2 separate regions of the Triticum aestivum genome follow, and region 2 is linked to region 1. A link is a contact called in public Hi-C data. All regions are on one chromosome and are shown on one strand. The core of a region is the stretch at or near the end of the contact, and the rest is flanking DNA. Distances in the headings are between cores, read along the strand shown.

Evidence for each region. Hi-C and Micro-C count contacts between places; a contact is called where the count stands out from the background.
Region 2: a Hi-C map of leaf shows a contact between it and region 1, with 8 times the contacts expected there. The contact joins the enhancer-like site here to the promoter of LOC123110413 in region 1. A contact is called at or near these places in 2 of 5 Hi-C or Micro-C datasets (both in leaf).

Annotation. Positions count from the first base shown.
Region 1 is chr5B:60,981,536-60,986,613 of IWGSC CS RefSeq v2.1, forward strand. LOC123110413 (transcription factor PHYTOCHROME INTERACTING FACTOR-LIKE 13) reads right to left here and starts at 3,108. Exons shown (of 5, transcript XM_044530915.1): 1 at 2,867-3,108; 2 at 2,584-2,678; 3 at 1,797-2,487; 4 at 1,637-1,702; 5 at 1,019-1,509. The coding sequence starts at 2,645. The coding sequence ends at 1,312.
Region 2 is chr5B:61,640,483-61,645,560 of IWGSC CS RefSeq v2.1, forward strand. No RefSeq gene overlaps it. Among protein-coding and RNA genes, the nearest start is that of LOC123115675, 230 kb to the right of the region's middle. Within about 2 kb of position 3,184, at least 1 of the 8 cell types and tissues checked has an H3K27ac peak or open chromatin away from gene starts, as enhancers often do. A contact at or near this core is called in leaf, where this site is marked.

The sequences.
Region 1 (5,078 bases), core at 1,858-4,357:
CAGATTATTACTTCCTGGATTGACAACCATTGCATTTTATTAGTTATTTGACATGCTATATCTTTCCCTCAGTTAACTACTAAAAATATGCCTTTGAATGCCCCTTGATGAATTATTTATAGTCATTTGTTAACATTTGAAGTAGAGGCTTCACTTCCTTTCAGATCTTACTTTATATGATAAAGAACTACATGCAATTTTTCTTGCATGTATTTTGCATCTTTCAGATTTTGTTCATTTATTTTCATTGAGTTTTGCGAAGCTACAGTGTTTTTCTTCTACCCATTTCAAGGGATATGGCAGTTCGTTTGCATTGTCCAATTGGGTAGTTTTTGCACAGTTTTCTTGAATGATGGGGGTTAACGCTAATGCATATGAGAAATCATAGTGTACAGGACAAGTTAATAGTATTATAATCTCCCATCATAAAAAATTGTGCCCCTGACCTGAAGGCCTGCAGCTATCTTATGATGGAATGCCCTATTGAAATTTGTTAGATTTTTTTTTTTTTGATAATCTTGCATTGAAGTAAACAATATGTTACTTGGGGCTTCATCCTTTTCCATGAGTCACGTAATGTGAATCAACACTCGGCCAAACTCCACACGTCAAATGAACTATAGTATCCCGCAACAACGCGCGGGGCATCAACTAGTAATAAAAACGCAACAACCCAATGGAACAGACAAAAGATTACATCAATCCATGGGACAAAAACAACACACCTACAACAAATAAAAACAAACGTATACGAAACAAAAAATAAGGTAAAAATTGATAAGATGGAAAATGAGACCACACAAGAGAGATGACATCACTTAGCTGTGACATGTCAAAGTCTCATCTAGATCTGATCATTGTTGCAAAAAAAAAAGTCTCACCGAGATGAGTTTTAGACGGACCCCTTTTATAAATTAGTGTGTAAATATGCATAATGTCGTCGATAAAAGGAAAATAATACCATCAATTTGGAAAAGCAGGGCATATGTTTGTTGCCCACTTGGGCTTTGACCATAAATTCCATGCACAATATTTTTATTAATAGTTACAGTGATAACCACAAGAATTACTTTCAAATGTGAATCTGATGATAGTGATTCTTGTTATAATAACATGATTCACATGTTGCTTAAAACATGAGTTTAAATAGTCAAAGCACGCCTTACATTTTTCAAAATAAAAGGAGTAGGTTGACTTGTCAAGCTCCTAAATACGATTTTTTTCAAATAAAATACAGTACACCAAACTTATCTGAACAAAGTAAAGCGATCACGAGAAAGTCTCTCAACTCAATTCTGGGTCATTTGAACTCTATACGCCAGTCGTGAATGGCGGCATCCGGGAACTAATGGCGGCCATCCGCTGCATGTACTGGTGGGCGCCCGCCGGGAACATCACCGGCGCCGGCGCCAGCGCCATGCGGCCGCCCATAGCCCACATCAGCTGCAGCTGCAGCTGCAGCGATTTGAGGTACTCGATCGCCTCGTCCAGCATCGACGCCTTGTCCGTCTGGTGGAAGAATTTCATGCCAAGAACGAGATGATCAGACCGATCGCCATTGCCAAGAATTATATTTAAGATCGTATTCGTAACGACTAGCGAGTAGCGAAGCTGCGGAGGGATTGGAATTACATACTTTGTTGCAGTGGGGTACGAGTTCTTGCAGGGCCCTCATCTTCTCGTTGATCCTGTCCCTTCTCCTCTGCATCCATCACGCAGAACACAGTCAGCAATGGCGGCCAAGAGGCCCAAGTGTCCAGGAAACTCGAAGTAAGACGAATGTATTAGTCAGGTACCCTCTCCGAGAGGTTGTGCACTTGGGCGGCGCGCCGCCGTTTGGCTGTCGTCGGCTTCCGCGCCGTCTCGCACGTCACGTCGGCGGAGTCCGACTCCACGTCCTGCATAACCTCACTGGGGACCTCGCTCAGCTTCCGCTTGCTGGTGCCAGAAGGCCTCGACCACGTCGACGACGAGGTCAACGTCGCCGACACGCTGAGGTAGGACCTAGCGTCCCTGGCCTCCCTGCCGCTCCGCGGCAGCAGCACGGTGTCGTCGCGGGCGGTATCCGAGACGTGGGGCGTCTGGGCCTGGTTGCTCCCGCCGCAGGGCCTCCTGAATGCCATCGTGACCACCGAGGACTCGCCGGCCTCTGAGACAGGCGAGCCGCGCGGGCCGCCGCCGTGCAACCCTGCTTTACCCGCCAGAAGCGGCGGCGGCATCACCCCGCTTCGGAGCGCGGTGACCGCGTCCGCGGCGCTTCGCTGCTTATCATCCTCCTTGCACGGCCTGCCTGCGCCATCCGCCGGCATTCTGCCGAAGATCTCCGAGAAGAGGTCCCTCTCGACCGAGCAGTTGTCTTCATCGACGAAGGGGTACTGGAACCACGGCGCCGCCTCCTGCTCGGGCACCGCCTGCCTTGGAGGCGCCTGGCTCTGCATGACGACGTGGCCGCTGCACCACAGCAGCTCGACGAGGCCGTCGTCTTCGCTGCTGCAGCAACACGCCACATGGAAGAATCAGTCATTGATTCCATCGGCCGATCCAAGAAAAGAGAAGATGAATCCGGCGGTTAGGAGGACGGACCTTAATGGCGGCAGGGCGTCTCCCATGTTGCCGGTCCAATCTGCAGGAACGAACTGGTTCATTGTTCCTCAGTACGAGACACACTCGCTCACTCGCTGCAAAGAGAATATGATGATAAAATAGCATATCCCATTTGACATGTGAGCAGCAAACCAAGAATTAGAAAGACCAGAAAAGGCAGATTCTTTTTTTCGAAAAGGACCAGAAAAGGCAGATGCTTCATATGTGTAGCTAAACAGGTATAGTTTGGTACACTCTGGTAGGACACAGAAGTAACATGTACCTGATGAGCTAGCTGCTTCTGAATGTTGCTGCAGTTGGTGAGATACTATGAGCCTCCTGCCGATCTGATCTGTTCTGATCAGCACACACCTGCAACTCTCTTTCTCCTCCTCTAATTAAGCTGAGCGGTAGACGTGCAGCAGGATGGATGGAGCGGCGAGTTGCAACTGGGCAGCAGGGTGGGCTTTTTATCAAGCCAAGTTGGGTGGGTTCAGAGCTCCAGAAGTACACTACTACAGTAGCAGCAGCATATTGTGCTGTTGATTTGACTGAACTGGATGGATATACATCAATATCATTCCCCGGGAGACTGGATCAACAGACAGCGACAGGCAATGGCTCTCACCTCTTATATATACTTCCGTTCAATTTCGACGAGTAAATCGGAACGGATGGAGTAAGTACGACTTAACTAGCAACGTTACACACGCATCATCACCGTCGTGATAATCGTCGCCGTCGTCTTCCCGCCACCTGGGAAACATACGATCATCATCGTCTCACTTACCCAGAGATCATTCATTGTATGCGCGTACTCAGAGGCCAAAGCAAGGTTCACTTACCGTAGCACGGCGGTCATGATCATGACCGATCGTCGGCGTGTAAGCTGAAACGATACGATCGCGCGCGCTTGCGGGTCACTGTTCCGAGAAGATTTTCGAGATCTTGGGCGATCGGCCTATCCAGCCGTGTGGAGCCAATTTTCCCGAGGGATGAGCGTCACGTCCATGTCAAGCCCAGCTCAACACGGAGCAGTATGCATGCATGTTTGACATGTTCAGTTTTGGCGGCTAAGTATGGAGACATGCATGCATGTCACATGAGAAAGACGTGCGTGTGGGTCAAGCTCTTGAGAAGCTAGCAAAAGATCCGGTGGATCCATCATCCATCGGCGGCGGCGGTGTGTCCAGTGCTCAGTCTTCTTGCATCTCTCACGTCTTTATCGATCGAGGGCACTTCCCTCCGTGTTTATTTAGGTCATGGGCAAGGGATCAACAGTCCGAGTTTTCATGGGCTACCGACTACCCACGCACAGTAGCTTTATTGATCCTCTTGACTTGATGATTTTCCTCTCCAGCTATGGAAACTTCGCTATGCATAGTGGTATGCTCTTTCTCCTTAAATTTTGTTTATTATTATTTCCTCATCTTCTGCGTCATTTTTTTTTATCGTAGTAACTTTATTCCTCATGTAATAGCAAGGTCATTTACATAGTTGTGAAGAATAAAGTCAGGGACGAAAGTCTCTCAAACTTCAGAAGTACTATTGCTAAAACAATGCTTTGCTAATCCATCCGCTAGCATATTTGTCTCTCTGCTACAAAACTCATAGCTAATGCTCGCAAACTTCATTGCCAAGAGGGAGCACTCTGCCACCAAAGGAACGTCCACTCCCATGTACGCATCCGGGTCAGATATAGATTTCAAAGCGTCCATACAATCCGACTCAATGATGAGATTTGTGCATCCCAGATTCATTGCCAGGTATAGTCCAGAACGGATGGCCATTAGCTCAGCTGGTCCTGCGCTTGAGACATGAGGTAATGCTAGTGTTGCCGCTCCCAGAAATTTGCCCTGGTCGTCACGGGCAACAACTCCACAAGCTCCACTAAGGTTCTCCTCATGAATGATGCATCAACGTTCACTTTTATAACTCCCCTGTTTGGCTTCTTCCACACTTGATCATTCTTGCGGATGGGCTGGTTTGGTGTATTTGCGCGAACAAAATTGGTAGCAAGTACCTGAATTGAGATGGTCGATTGCTCTGGAGTTGGAACAGTCTCTCCCTTCGCAACCTGCCTCCTTTGCCACCATATAAACTACATGGCCACCAGGATGAGCTCGGTAGTGGGAATACCAAATGTCCAGAGTGATAGACCCGGACCGGTCCTGCACAACTACTCCGCATATCTCCTCGGTTAACCCTAGTGATGACCACACTTGTGTTGCTCTATCACATGTGAACAAACAATGTTGAATGTCCTCCAAACCAATTTTGCATATCGGGCATTGCGGGATCAAGCGTATGTGTCTGCCCGCGAGTACACCATAGCATGGTAGTACTCCCTTAAGTACTTTCCAACCAAAATGCTTGATCTTTCCCGGTAACCGAAGATGCCATATCTCCTTCCAAACCCCGCTAAGTTGAGCACTCCCTGGACTGTTCGAATTTGCATAGTGGCGACCGAACTAATGGTCAAATTCTAAGTGAAA
Region 2 (5,078 bases), core at 1,934-4,433, 660 kb after region 1:
AAACAAATGCATGCGTACAGGACATCAACTTCCTGCTTGCACCATATGCCGTCACACCCAGTTCATGTGAAGAGGATGGACCTGTCTCTGCTACCATCCGTCGAGGACACTGCAGCCACCAATGGCACCAGCACACCGTACTACATAGCCGCTCAAGTAGCATCTCGTCCGCCACGTCTATTTCTTGATCGCCGAGAGGAGAATTCCATGATCCGTCTAGTGCATCTCTTCATCTCGTTCGCTAACAAAATCTATTCAAGCGACTATACAGCCATGGTTCCGTGTGCTGCTTCTTTCTTGCCACCACGATCTCTACGGCTTCCGGGTTCGGCCATGTCATGCTCCGCTGTTGCACAGCCAGACGCTTCTTCCAGGCTTCGGCCATCTCATCAGAACTCTACCATGCCTAGTGCCTCAGCGATGGAGGATGCAGCGAGACCTTCTGCCGTAATAGGTACTCCCTCCGTTCCAAAATAGATGACCCAACTTTATACTATAGTATAAAGTTGGGTCATCTATTTTGGAACGGAGGGAGTACCTATCAAACTCCACATCATGCCAGTCAAGCCATCCTTGGGGCGTCTTCAAGTGTTCTATCATTATATACTAGCATAGCTCGCGCGGCGGCACGCCGCGCCCGTCGATACGATGTGTTCATATCAGTTGTGTTTACTATTTGCAATTAGTCTTATCTATCTCATATAGCAGATTATTGTACATAAAATTGTGGATGCGGGAAAAATAAGTAGGAAATAAACTAATTTATTGGCATCATGCATGTTGCTAAACACGGAAACACATGTTCATACATCTCTAATAGGGATCATTTATTCTTGTCGTGGCACGACTCTACTTCAGTAAGATGAAAGAAATGTATATAACTTGGCCTCCTGTGGGATCAGTGCTCGTGATGAAGTGATAAAGAACTTTTGCGAAATGTTGTCTCCGGCCTATAGTCGGCTAGGCACCTGTGTATAGGATCTTCACAATGTGGGCAGTATCACATCAAAGAAGTTGTTGCATTTTTTGATAGAATTCTTGTTCGCCTTGCAAATTCGCTCTGTTTCTTAGCGCTCATGCTGAACTGCCATTGCTTTGTTCGTCCTTTCTCCTATGCTGTAAGCAGTTTCTCTTTTGCCACTTGAAGTGCATATTAGTTATGGTTGTTGATGGTGATATTGTGGTTACCACAAATGTACTCCAGGGCCACTTGAGCAGCCTTTTCTTCAACTTCATCTTATGACTAAGCCGCCTTTTCTTCAACTTCATCATATGACTAAGCCTACTCTATTGTAAATGTCATTAGGACCAATGAGAATGCATGCTTCTATCATGACTCCAGGCCGGCTCCAGTGGCCGTGGCGTTGTATTTTTCTAGCTTGGCAGTCAGGCTGACTACTTTAAAAAGTATGCGTCTTGATATGTAGACTACCAACTCATCCCATTTGTGCACAAATGTGTCGAGTTAGTTCTTGCCTTGCATGAAAAGGAAGTGGGAGTTTAAAGTGGTGAATATGACTTAGTGCACATCATGTCGTTCACATTGTCGTTGGCAGAGTGGGCATTGTCTTCAGATGTGCCAAAGTCGGGGATCTTTCTTTTATTTCTAAGTTGTTTCCCTTTTGGAAAGCTTTTTGTGGGGCGTGAATTGTTCATGCTCTTTGGATTGCCTATGCGCTTAAGGCTGGACGCTTGTTCGTGTGCTTCTCCTTGTAGACTTCTAGGTGGATATATAGTTGATGAAAGGGTGGATGAGTCACCGCTATCTTATTTTGGGCATGCCACTGGCTCGCATTATCTGTGTACGGCCTGCTTGAGCGACATGTTGATCAGTACATGGTAGTGTGAGAGTATATAGCAAAAAACTACCACATTACACACTATCGCTAAAAAACTACTGTTTTTTAATTCTTCAAAAAACTACCACAAATTTGGTTGGCTGTTCCAAAAAACCCAAATTGTTGTGTGATTAAACTTTAAACCGTTCTATGACAGCTGGGGTCCACTCGTCAGATTGACCGTTGACAGGTTATTTTTTGAAATGCAATTGGGTCCCTACAATTTTATTTAAAAGCGATCGGGTCCCTTAAAAAAATAAAAAGCAATCAAGTCCCCGCCGGCGAGCTAGTCACCGGAGCACCCGGATGTCGCTCCAGAACCACACGACGGCCACGCCCCCCACCCCTCCGCTTACCCTCCGCAACCCTGGTGAGGTGTGCCTCCGGAAGGCCTCGTCAGTCGCCGCGGCGGTCTCCTTGGCACCGAGGGACGGCACCGCTTCCGCCAACACGGCGCGCGGTGGGCTTAACTGGCTCGAGCTCGAGGCGGCGTGTTGCTGCTACTGCCCGCCGCTGCTTCCGGGCCGCTTCTGCTCTCTGTTGCTGCTGCTGTCACGCTTGTATCATCCTAGGCTTGCAAAGTGGTTCGAAAAGTATACATATTGGTTGCCTAGTTGACCGTGTGACACATAGTTAGCATTCTCTAAAATCTACGGTCTAGGCGATGGTCAGTTTGTATGAAAGGAATTTTTTTAAAAGTACATTAATGATTTTTTCTTACGTGCTAAATAAGGAAAGTGTTTTTTATTATGACTGCATTTAGGTAGATAAAAAAGGTTTATCAATTGGATACAGGGTTGGTATTTTTTTTTCCGACGCGATTGTATCTTGAAACTCCATGCGTGTAACCATGCTCTTTCGAAAACTACATGCCATCACTGCGTGTAGTCGACGGGTAGCTTTTTGATTAGAAGGAGCCTAGTTGCTTTGTAAATCGCTACTGCCATATTTTTGCATGCAGTTCATGCACATTGTTATGTCGCTTTAATTTGAACAATTTGTGTCTGGGTACTGCAGGTGTGCGGTTAAGAGTTTCTTTGATTTGGAAGTAAAATAATTGTGCAGCGTTGTTACGCCCTTTTCTCCATGGAGCTGCACCTCGCAGATGCAACCCCACCGTCCATGTCCTCGGGCGGCCTGGCGGGCATGAGGTCGATTCAACGGGCGCAAGTTCGAACAGCTGGCAAGTTGGATGGGTTCAAGGCGCCACAGAGCTCTAGGTCAAGAACATCGACACATTTACCGACGCCTACGGCAAGAAGACCGACGGGATGGAGAGCAGCAGAGCCGTGAGCGGGCGTGCCGTCTGGCTGCAGGCGCATTCACCACTGGCTGCAGGCGTGCCGTCTTAGACCACGCGAAGGCCACCGCGCGCGGCCGCACAAGGTCGAAACGGCGACCCGTCGCACTCAGGATACCAGTGGAGTTATGATCTTTTAAGATAGAGGAATAAAGAATGAAGAGAATTTGAAAACCACTGCATGCTGCATGCAGAGAGCCAGTCTGCGCATGCACGTGGTCACATCAAAAAAGTCCCATCCCATTGCTGCACATGTTGGGTGCTCCACCTGGTGCAGTCAAAGAATAGCACCGCCCGATAGATTGGATGCATGGTTGATCAGGAACTGCTCGCCACCCTAAAGTGTACCTGGCCAGATCCCCACTAATTAATGTGTCATCACCCCATTGGCTACAATATTCCTTCAAAAAAAACTCAGAAAATCCTAAAAATTCCCAGCTAGCAATTGAGAATTTAGAATTAGACTGCAGAATGTCTGAAACTTCTGAAAACCGGAAACAACTATACAAAAGCTACCTGAAAGAGTATACTACGTCTTGTCTGAAACTTCTGAAAACCGAAAACAACTATACAAAAGCTACCTGAAAGAGTATACTACGTCTTGTCTGAAACTTCTGAAAACCGAAAACAACTATACAAAAGCTACCTGAAAGAGTATACTACATCTAGGAACCTACCTAATCCAGTGTCTCTTAGCCCACCAACGACGACGATGTAATCACCATCACTGAGGAGGCAAATGCAGCAGCTAATACGGCGTAAATGCACACTAACTTGGCAGCAAGAACAGCAAATGACAGTATACAGACAGTATTCCTTTACTCTGAAGAACCGAGGAGAGCTGCCTTGCCTTTATCCTCCACTCAGCTAGTACACAAATTAGAACTGCACAAAGTTTTGAAGCATAGCGTTGTGAATGGATCACTCGTCCAGCACCCTTCTATATATAGCACGCGAGATGAATGCTAAGGCGCCGGGAAGTGGCGCGCCGTGTCGGGTTACGCGGAGATAGCCGCCGTGGATAGCTCCGCTCGATGGAGGCCACGAGATGCGCCGCGGACGTCGCCCTCGATCCCTTAACTACGACCTGGGTCGGCAGCTATCTGCCTTACCTTACTCGCGGACACCGTTCAGGCGTTCGACGACGATGATCGGTACATACACGGCGCCGTCGCGGTTCGCCTCCATGGCCGAGAACATCTGCCGGACTGTCGGTACAAACCTGGATGCAGAGCGGCCTCCTCCTCCTGGACGTCACTTACGGACTTACCTCCAGGTTCCAGTGCCATGCCGAGGTCCTTTATGTACCGCACGGCGCCCCGGACGCGAAGTCGCCGCTCACCCCGAGCCTCCTCCTCCGCGCTCGAGCCCAGCGGCGCTGGCAAAGACCAGACCAAGGACTCGATAAGGGCCCGAGGCCAACCACCACGCCTGCCACGGCAATTTTGCTGCTCTGGCCGCTGCCGGCGGGCCCATGCAGATAGGTCCTCCGAGCCATAGGACGGCCTCGTCGCTGCCATTTGAGAGGGTGAGGGTGCCATCGCGAGGGCCAATGCCGCTGCCAGAGTCAACCCCGTGGCAGCAGGCGCCGCGTAGGAGCACCACGGACGAAAGAACAACCATCGAAGTAATATGCACGTAAGAGCCACCAACGAAAACCCCAGGCAACATTACAGAAAAGCAAGGCACCTATTTATAGGCTGTGCGCGTAAACGGCAAGATCTCCAGAAACCACGAGAAAAGCGGCAGCGATCTACAGACTCCCGAACCAACGCAGCTAAGCGCGTGGTGCCGCTCTATTAGGGCATGCACAATGGTTGATAAGGTAGTCTTATCTTAAGTCTTGCATGTAATTTAGATATGACAAAAAAAAAGTCTACAATGGGTCATCTCTTAGCCTTATCTTCAATAACTAGTCATTCCTAAAAATGTGGTGAGAC